Regions from separate parts of the Mus musculus genome. Here region 1 is linked to region 2. Evidence: chromatin contacts called from public HiChIP or PLAC-seq data. All regions are on one chromosome and are shown on one strand. Each heading gives the region's core, a stretch centred on a gene start, on an enhancer-like site or on the middle of the called end of the contact. The rest is flanking DNA. Distances are from core to core; before and after follow the strand shown. Region 1 has its middle 37 kb from the start of Gm19619. Region 2 overlaps Rassf6 (Ras association (RalGDS/AF-6) domain family member 6).

The links. HiChIP or PLAC-seq counts read pairs in DNA pulled down with a chosen protein or histone mark.
Region 1: an HNF4G HiChIP or PLAC-seq map of pancreatic cancer cells shows a contact between it and region 2. The contact joins two enhancer-like sites. A contact is called at or near these places in 2 of 115 datasets of contacts at active chromatin or transcription factors (bone marrow-derived macrophages and pancreatic cancer cells) and 1 of 9 other capture datasets (pancreatic islet).

What each region holds. Positions count from the first base shown.
Region 1 is chr5:91,317,407-91,322,913 of GRCm38.p6, forward strand. No RefSeq gene overlaps it. Among named protein-coding and RNA genes, the nearest start is that of Gm19619, 37 kb to the left of the region's middle. Within about 2 kb of position 3,110, at least 21 of the 459 cell types and tissues checked have an H3K27ac peak or open chromatin away from gene starts, as enhancers often do. A contact at or near this core is called in pancreatic cancer cells, where this site is marked.
Region 2 is chr5:90,610,459-90,615,705 of GRCm38.p6, forward strand. All of the region lies in intron 4 of Rassf6 (Ras association (RalGDS/AF-6) domain family member 6), which reads right to left. Among named protein-coding and RNA genes, the nearest start is that of Rassf6, 27 kb to the right of the region's middle. Within about 2 kb of position 2,528, at least 108 of the 459 cell types and tissues checked have an H3K27ac peak or open chromatin away from gene starts, as enhancers often do. A contact at or near this core is called in pancreatic cancer cells, where this site is marked.

The DNA of each region.
Region 1 (5,507 bases), core at 1,860-4,359, 710 kb after region 2:
CTCCAGAAATGCAGCAGCAGGAACTTATCCACAACATAATAGATGGGATGATTTTACAAGAGATTAGACTGGGGTTGGTGTGCTTAGGTTCAGATAACTACACCTAAGGACCTATGTGCTAAAGGCTAGATACCCAACACCATGGGGGTTAAGCCTTCAGATGTGAAGTTTCCTAAAAGATCTTTGGGCTGTTGCAAACATGCCCCTGGGGTAGACCACAAGACCTTGTTATTTCCCCCCTTCCTTCTTGACTGGTGGCAGCTCTGATCACCTCCACACTTATCATGAGAGGCTGCCTTTGCTCGAAGTCCAAATCAAATGCAGCCATTCGGTCTGGGTCTAGAATTTCCTAAGAAACTAGCCAAAATAAATCTTGTTTATCTTTAAATTCATTGCCTCAGGTGCTTCATGGTGGTTATGGAAAGCTAAGCCGCCAAGCTGACTTTCAAACATTGGTTCTTTTTCAGGCAATGTCAAAGGTTATTTATTTCCTACTTCACAATGATATTCTTCATTAATCATTATCCTCATTTTTCTTAGCCATCTTCTTGATTATTCCTTTCTGTCTACTTGGATGACTACTGATCTCTGTACTCTGAGATGAGTACTGGGGGTGTTCTCAGTGGGTCTTGGCTCAGCCCATCCCATCAGACTCTATTTCCAATGAATGAACGTTAATCTCATCGCTTTTGTTGCATTTAAGGATGGATCCCAAGGTCCAAGGGAGCACAGCTGGCTGTCAAGCACTCTCCCATGAGATCTGTCTTCTTTGGAATGTAAACACAGGGAAAGGAAACTATTATATAATGTAAGAATTCAGTGTCTCCAAAGATTGAGGGACCAGGGGATATTACACACTCCCTAGACAGCCTTTGTATCTCAGTCCATTTGAACTCTTGACACTGCTTGTTCTCCATCTCCTGTTCACAAGGACCTTGTCTCTTGCTCTGTCCACACACACATAATAGCTCCCTGTTTCCTAAACTTCTGAATAAAGTCATACAGTCATATTGTTTATAAAGGTAAACTTCATCTCAGTGTAGTCCAGGAATCATGCCACAGCCCACATTAACATTTGTGATCTTAACCTCTTCATCTCTGAGTCTCCCACAAGGATCAGTTTCTTCCACTCCCTTCTGTTTTATCTGCCCTTCCCCCTACTGCTAACTGTATCTCACTACTTCCTAGGGTGCAGTCAGGCTGGAAAGGGCAGAAGCTTCTGTGGTTCTGGGAACTTTTAACCGTAGACAATGCAGATATATAAAACATAAAATTGGGAAGAGAGACCTAAAGGGAATTCATGCAAATGAGGAGCCCCAGGCCTCAGCTACATTGGCTGTGGTAGTCCCTGCCCACTGCTGAGGTATCATCCTGTCTCCTATCAGACCTGCCAGCACCCAGGAAACATAAGCCACCATCACCAAACACAGTCAGACTTTCAGTATATTCATCTAGCTGCATCTCTTTTTCACAAATATTTTAAAAATCAAAGATCTTACGTGAGCATGCTTGATTCACATGGCACTCAGTACAAGGACCCTAAGATCTGGCGCTTCCTCTTCATCTGTCGTAGACAGTCCTTTCCTTCCACCTGCACATAGCATCTCTCCAGCAGAGACATCTCCTTCTCCATTTAGTCTAGAAGATGGGCCCCAGGACTGAGAGCTGAGCATCTGACTAGCTGGCACCGGTGGGCACATGATTTCTGCTCATGGATCTGAGTAAACCGGGTGACTATTGATACGTGTTGGAATTCATCAGTCTCTGTTGAATAGATAGTCTCGTTTATGGCTCAACCTGATCAGTTTGACCTGAGATAGCACAACTTAACCTGTGGATTCTATGTGTGCTTCTTGATATCTTGCATTTCTGAGCATAAATTAAGCTTCAAATGGTTGGATAAGTTTCCCTTACCTCTTATGCACCCACTACCAACAGCCCTCCCAAGATACAAGTCTAGATTTTGAGAATATAGTTGCCATCCACTAGAAGGATCCCTCATAGTTGGGTCTGCGTATTAAGACAGGTAGTGAGGAGCATCTCAGAGAACCTGAGTACAGGTAAAACTCTGTGAGTGCTTCTACTGGAAACACTTAACATTTTCTATGTTTTTGGTATAATACAAGGAATGCTCATGCTATCCCCAGGTATATTACTATCCTATGTTTTCTATACAGGAAGACAGATATTTTGAAAAGTTCAATGATCAGTCAATGATAATTTAAAACCCACATTGTTTTTGCTTGAAAACTATACCATCTTTTGGAACAAATATTAAATTCCCATTTTATAAGTCTAAAGAAGTTTCTTCGTGACTTCAGGCACTTGCATGACCCTTTGTGGTGTACATAGCACAGGCTCATCTGAGAGGTATGAACGCTTGGGAATCAGTGCGCACCTCAGCAACGCGCTTCCCACGATTCTACCGTTAACATCTCCAGAGCAGCAAACATGCTGCAGAGCTCAGAGATCCACCATGGGAAGTCACACCACAAACAGGGCAGGAGTGGCAGTCAACCTTATGAGTCATTCGGGACAAGGGTCAGCGAGCTTTCCCATGACAAGCCAGATAGGCAGCACTTTTCCCTGGGCAGGACACCCCACATCTATGATCAAGATGCGCCGATCATAGAGCTTTGCCACACATAGGCATTCCATATACAAAATTAACCAGAGAAAGCAGTTGAGAATTCTAAGTTTTGAAATAGCTGTGATGCTGGAAAAAGCCTAGGCTTGGCTGACAATAACCTGTGATTACTCACAAAGCAATATCAGTCTTGAAACTGGTTCCAGGGGCTGAAATAATGTGTAGTGTCCAGGAAGGGCACTTTCCTGGGTTTGTGTAGGAAAGCCAATAGCTGCAATCCTCATGGGTTTCATGCTTTAACCACTTGGAAATTACTCTACCTTCCAGGTTAAGCAGGTTCTGTAATTCCTAACCAGCAACATTTGATATTTTCTATAGACTAGGGGCTCCTTTGGGGTTGCTCTTCTCCCATATTTTGTGTGAAAGCTCTTTTCTCCTTTTATGCTGCGCCTAGAACATGAGTTCCATTCAGACTCAGTAAAGAAGGCAGCAGAGGTCTTAAACTTTAAGAGGAGGAAATGAGTCAGTGAGATTGTGGTGTGCTCTTCCCAGCATGCTCAGCGGTGTGGAAGGACTGTCAAGGAAACAGAAGAACGCAATTATTTTGTTTCTTCTATCCAAGTCTATTTACAATGTCTTTCTCCTAATCTTAACCTGTGAGTCATGACCCTCATGGGGGTTGAATGACTCTTCCACAGGGGTCACATAATCAGATATCCTTCAGCTTGGATAATTATACTACTATTCGTCACAGTATCAAAGTTATGAAGTAGCAATGGAACAATGTTATGGTTGGGTTCAGCACACCATGAAGAACTGTATTAAAGGGTCACAGCTTTGGGAAGGTTGAGATCCTAGAACTTTTCTATAAAGACTGAGAAACAGGGAGTCCCACACCACTTGGATCCAGGTCAGGGGAGCCAAACACCTGAGGGAGGCTTAAGAACTTAAGAACTTACTCTTGACTCTTCTATGACATGTGACTGTTTTTTTAAGGGTCAGACCTAGTTAGGAATTCTCCTTCATATTGACCCTTTTATCCTCTCTCTAGAAAGAGTGTATTAATATCAGGAGCTGGGGCAACTATTTTGCAGTAGTGAAGTTGATATTCAAGAATAGCGGGACAGAAAGACAGGAGAAGCTGCTTTGACATCCCCAAGTGACTGTAACAACGCTGTTATTGAATGAGAAGGCAGTATCCTGACTGGTGACACTCCTGTGACAAGCACTTCTATTTGGATTTGAATGAATTTCTAACCAATACATGAATACATGTTCCATAGCCATTAAAACACATACTATGAGAAAAAGAATATTAGCCAAATTGTAATGATGAATTAAAACTAAGAAAAAATAAACTGTCCTGTGGGCAGAGAGATTAAGAAACTTAAACCAGATAAGTATATAAGGTGATACAATATATTGAATGTCTCAAGCTTATTTCTTTCTCCCACTTAATGAATAGTTTTACTATAATAAATGTTAATAAATATTACTATGTAAAATATTATAAGGGGTCAGAGAGGTGACTGTCTAAAAGCATTTCTCAATTCCCAGCATCCAAAGGGCAGCTTATGTCTCATATCTAACTCCCGTCCCAGAGGGTCCAACACACTTTTCTGGCCTCTGACAGCACCATGCCCACATATGATTTATAGACATACAAGCATGCAAAATACCCATGTACATAAAATGAAAATTAAATAAGGGAAAAATATATAGAAAATAATGATTTTTAAGCAAAGACAAAATATCACATATTTACGTATGTCTACTAAATTATTGACTGTCAATGTTTTCATCTATGTATTTATCTGTAACTATTTATCTTGATTTATCATGTCCTAAATGAAGTGCCTCCTTTATACATCACAAAACCACAATCAATGTCATTTATCCTACCACAATTGTCTGAGTGGAATGACTTAAGATAATGTAAGCTCCCCCACACAGTATTTAATTATAGAATTGCCTTCTTGGAAACTACATGTCTCCATCCCATGACTACTCTCAGGTTGCTTCACAGTTTATTTATACTCAAAAAGAAGGCCACTGCAGAGACGAGAGGAGGCAAAGGCAGGAGTGAAGCTGCCATAGCCAAGCTGGCACCTTCCAGAAGCTTCTAGAGCCAAGAAGAGGATCTCCTTGGAAGCACTTGATTTTAATTCATTAAAACTGACTTTGGATTTTTGGCTTCTAGCATTGTAACAGGTAAATAATAGAGACTTAAGCTGCTGTGTTTGCTGTGGTGCCTATAGCAAACTAATAAGTGTGCCAAACTGACATCTTTAGTTCAACTGGCACAGAATATAGCTCATTAGTATAAGAGGACACATTCTTAACTAGTCTCAACTTGATGAAAACAATATTTCATGGGTTGCATAGCAAGAAAGGATAACTGGCATGTAAAACAGGTATAGTTTAATATGTCCGCTGTGAAGATTCCCAAGGTAGGAGTTCCTAGGAATGGGAATGCTTGATGTGTTCTGGGGCCTGAAATATTCCCTAATTGCTAGAGAATACTCATGACAGCTTCTCTCATCCTTAGCAATTAGGGAGAAACGCCATTGCTTTGTTACTACACATCACCCCTCCCCTACATTCAAGGAGAGGTACGGAAGGAACACTACAGAGAAAATATAAAGGCGCTTTTGATGAAGATAACAGTTTGTTTGACTCGGTTTACCATAATTGCTATTTTCTTGATGCCTCTGATCACATTTTAACACACAAATAAAAAATGTGGGCTTCGCTTACAATCCACAATCATTTCCTTTTTTTCCAAACAGTTGTTCACTGAGACATCTGCCAAAAAGATTAATGATTTTTCCCAAGAAATATTTAGAAGCTTGTATAACTTAGTCTGGGCCCTGGGTGAGCACACTCCAAGATTAGGTGCAGTTGACCAAGGGAGTCAGGT
Region 2 (5,247 bases), core at 1,278-3,777:
GACTGTCCTCATTTATGAAATGGGAATAATCATACTATGAGGTAGAATAGAGTTGTTGGTAGCCTTTCGGTGTCTGTGTCTGTCTGTCTGTCTGTCTATCTCTCTCTGCCTCTCTCTTTGTCTCTCTCTGTATCTCTGTATCTCTCTCTGTCTCTCTCTCTCTCTCTCTGATCCTTGTGTGTCCATGACAATGTGATCAGCCAGCTTTCTGCTCCTGAAGCCATGCCAGGCTGTCCTTGCCAAGACAGAGCCTATCCCTCTGGAAGACAGACCCTGTCCCTCTGGAAGACAGACCCTGTCCCTCTGGAAGACAGACCCTGTCCCTCTGGAAGACAGACCCTGTCCCTCTGGAAGACAGACCCTGTCCCTCTGGAAGACAGACTCTATCCTTATGGAACCAAAGCCGAAACAATTCCTCCCTTGTGATGCTTCTGGCCATGGTGCTTTATTACAGCAACAGAAAATGACAGCACAGGGATAGTCAACGCCTTAAGCAACAATGGCAGGCGTTGACAAAGCAAAGCTACTGTTTTCCTCCTGACCTTGGAATTCTCCTGATGCCTTTTGTAACTCTTGTCTTATTTGATCTACAGCAGCTATAAGATGTAGATAATATGATCCTAATATATTTGCTAATAAAACTTCGAGCAAACTCTACTAGCTGGAAATATTGTCAGTCAAAATACATGTCAAGAAGTAGAGGAACTATATTGCTAGTAGCACAAGTCTCTACTCACATCCAATCCATAGAATACGATGAGATCCATAGACCCATAGAATACGCATGAAGAAAACTGAACATTTCCTCCAATTTGCAATATATTAGGAATCAAAAGTAGTCATGTTTAAAAACCATTGAAAGGGGGGAGCAAAGGGCACTGGATACCAATGAGAACCTAAAACTAAAAGGCAAAGCAACCAGATGCTGTTTCCTATGGGGTGGGGACCAGAAGTTCCTATACATGATGACTTATAGTCACCACAGCTGATCAGTGACCTGCAAATGTGACAGCCACCCTGTCAGTTTCCTTCGCTTCGTGCAGTGGTGTGGTGCCACAAACCCCGGGGCTGAGACATGACTCAATAGATTCATTTTTGGCCTCTTTCCTGTGTTCCCCTCCTTGCTGAAGTGGACAACAACTTCCTTACAGTTTGGGAGTGTGTAATTCAAGAAGCATTCCATACACTGTGCACATGACTAAGCTTAAGGGTGGCTCTCTGTACTTCTCAAGCAAGAACTGGTTAGAACTTTAACATCAAACAATTGAACATGTGCAAACATGGAACAGCTTGTGTTGCTCTGGCTAAACACCAGGAAGTGTACTGGGTCTAAATGCTGGGGAGGGATTGTATGGGCTTCAAAATAAAACGGAGGTAGAAATTTGATAGACAAATAAAATGCTGCTACTTCCCTATTCATGACAAAAGAAAAAAAAGACATTACTGATACAAAATATATGCACCTGTTCACTTCCTGCTCTTTATTTCATTCTGCCATGGCTTGCCTAAAATATGCAAACACTGACTTTAAAGAGATATTAAAATAGAAATGGAAACCAGTGAGAACAAAAATAACTCCAGTGAGGTTCTTCTTGTCTATTTTGGCTTTTAACACACAAAATTTCTATAAGAAAACATTTGGCCCTGATACGATAGAGATCAAAGTCCCTCCTACAGAGTCATTTCCATACTTGCAAGTGGTCAGAGCTCAAACACACCGCTGTACTTTTAAACCTTCACCATCCCCATTAGGGTAATACTTCCTCAGTGTGACTCACTGCCAACATGACTAAAGCAAGATAACAGTAGTGAATATTTTCTCCAAGGAATAGAAAGATGCTCAACTGGAGTCCTTGCAGCTGAGCACACACTGTCCATGTCCTTCGTTGTCTACTAACCCACCAACAGGAGACAGTAAGTCTGAGCAGCAGTGTTAAGTCCTGACCATAGATGCCCAAAACGGACAAAGAATGAGAGAAGCTTTGAAAGAGGGGAATGGTCAAATTCGTTACACAATTTAATGGGGCCCGGAATTTGAGTGAGTCACCTAAGAGGAAGTGATCAAGGGAGGGAGAGTACCTAAGACTGAATGGACACAGAGAACAGTGCCTCTGGTGTCTCTATATGCCACCACAGAGAGGCCAGGGAGAGCCATTCTCTCTGCAGTGTGCCTTCATGTCTGAAGAGCAAGCTGACTGCACCAACTAAATAATGCTATCATGCTTGTGTGTGTGTGTGTGTGTGTGTGTGTGTGTGTGTGTATGTGTGTGTGTGTATGTGTGTGTGTATGTGTGTGTATGTGTGTGTGTGTATGTGTGTGCATGTGTGTATGTGTGTGTGTATGTGTGTGTGTGTGTGTGTGTGTGTGTATGTGTGTGTGTGTGTGTGAAAGAGAGACAGAGAGAGAGAGAGAGAGAGAGAGAGAGAGAGAGAGAGAGAGAGAATGAATCAGTCAGTCTGCACTGTATGCATAAGGGGTGTGGTCTCTTCCTGCTAATTCTTACTAGAATGAGAAGTTTCATGGCAGACGCATAATTACAATGCTCTAGTGAGTCTTGTTACTGTGCTAAAGGACAGGCTGATACCTCCAGTGTTCTAGTACATGTCTGGTTATTCTGTTGAATCACAGGCTTATGAAATTGTCTAGGTGTATTTTCTCAAGTTTAAATCATGAGAAATAACTTCTGCTTGCTTCCAAAGCTGTTATAGCTTGAACTTGGGATGTACTCCACAGGTTCGTGGGTTTGAGCACTTGGACCCTTCAACTGGTAGTGCTGTGTGGAGTCTTTGAGACCATGGCCTAGCTTGCAGAAGTAAGTCCCTGGGGTCAGACCTTGAAGATACCTGGATCAGAGCTCCCTGCTTCCTAACTTGCTAAGATATGAGCATGCCATGATGGCTCAAGCTCCTACTGTTTGGCTGGAGTCCCTTCAGCTCCCATGCCTTCTCTACCGTGGTGGTCTGGACATCAGAAAATGTGAGGCCAAACAATCCTCTCCTCCGTCCATTGCTCTGTCATGCTTGGCTATGCTGATGAGAAGAGTTACAGAGAAACCCTGCATCGAACCCCCTTCCGCCCCCCCCCCCCAAAAGTTACTAGCATACCAGCACTGTTCTAAGGGAAATGGGCTCTGCAGAAGGCAAGAGAAGGTGATAGTTTATAATCTGCTGTGGCATAGGCAAGAACACCACCCATATGATCTGTCCCCACCCTTGGCTCCTAAAACTCACCGGCAATTTCCATGTCTTTCATTCAAAGCTAGTATGTTGAATTGGTGAGATTAAAACATATCTTTGAATAACTATTAAAACAACAGTGGCTTATCACAACTGTAGAAGTGCCAACCTCCTCGACGTATCGCTGTAACACTGCACACTTATGAAGTTTTAATGAACTGGAAGGAATCAGAATTTAGCAGGAAAAAACAAAAACAAAAACAAAAACAAAAACGGGTGTGGTGGCTCACACCTTTAATCCCAGCATTTGGGAGGCAGAGGCAGGTGGATTTCTGAGTTCGAGGCCAGCCTGGTCTACAAAGTGAGTTCCAGGACATCCAGGGCTATACAGAGAAACCCTGTCTCAAGAAACAAAACAAAACAAAACAAACAAACAAACAAAAAGAATATAGCAGAAGGGGTCTGCCCCTCGAAGGAATTTGCCATGAGTTCTTAGGTAGATGCGAAATATGATCACAATTTTTCGTTCATATCTTGTATAGTTCTTTTATTTTAAAGCAAGGCTCAATCACTTTTATATACTGCGTCTACTGATTTGAATGATGGGTCTTGTCAGTTATTTTGTACCTGAGGGATGCTGGACTTCACAAGCTGCCCGAGATTGTGGTTCCATTTGTGCTCACAAGCATATGTCCTGTGCCCACCAGCAGCCCATAGCTTGGATGGGAGACTGGTGAGAAGAGGGTGAGAAGCTTGTCACACAAAACAGGTGACATATCTTTACAGGTTTCATCTGATCTTATTCCCTTCCACTACTCACACTTTCTTTCTCTGTCTATCATCTTATAGATCTCTCTTTGTCTCTTTCTTTACCCCTCTGTCTCTCCCTCTCTCTGACCTCTCTCTTTCCTTACTTCTTTGAGTTGGGCCCTGGGATGCAAAAACAATGTAAGATATGTCCCCTGCTACCTAGAGACTCCCATTGTAGCTGGGGACAGGATGTATAAAAGTTCAACAAACTGTATGCCCTGGAGATGAGAGAGAAGCTATATCAGTCTGCTCAGTATGGACCGAGGGATCCTGGAAGGCTTTCAGGGGAATGTTTTGAATTTGTTGGAGGAGAGTTAGACAACTGGCTGCGGATAAGCAGCAGGCTGGCTGTTAGGTGGGCAGACAGACGGACGGAGGAAAATAAGAAACTGCATGGCATGTTTACAATATTGCACAGTGCTCAGCTCTGTTCAAGGATTATATTTGAGACTTGTTGAGTAGGTAAACACGGTGGGACATGGGTATGTGTGTGTATGTGTGTGTGTGACAAGGTAGTATGTAACTTTCCTTAATTGTGGCCAAATATCAGACTATACAAATGCACCATCCTAGCTGCTGTCACCCATTTTCTCCTCTCGGAGAACCTCAAGTCTTCCAGTAATGGATGGGAAGGTGGGAGTTGTGAAGACAACTTTGGTGGCAGAAGATGAGATAGGAGTGAAAGATGGAGAAGAAAGTAAGCCAGCTCTTTTAAGAGTATAATTTTGAATGATGATAATTAAAAAAAAAAAACCTACAAATTGTAAGAACAAAACCCCACTCAAGCCGAACATTCAAGTTATAGTTGCATCCACCCATGCAGGGTGGGAGCTTTCCTGTGCAAGGAACTTCAGATGTGCTTTGCTGTGCTTTGCTAAACAGCTCTGCTCGTTCTGAATGAGAGCATAATTCAATCTCCTGTCCAGAAAGCAAGACGAGTTCTTTGTTCCAAGGACTGGACAGATTGAAGTTTTCTTCTCTGTTTTTGGAGGTCCCGTTGGGACTATCCAAATCTTGCCGTTCTGTCTAGTCTCTTCTAGTGCAGTCTCCTGGGGGATCCAAAGGGGCAAAAGGGGCACCAGTAGGGGTCTCCAGAGCCCATGGAACAAAGGTTTCTTTGGTCCTGCCAGGTGGTAACTAGGGATCCTACACAGTCACCTAACCTCAGAGACATGGTTTTCAAACAACCAATCGATGGACATGTTGAGATTGGCGTGAGATTGTTGATGTTGGCGTTGGTGTGAGATTGTCTATAATCAT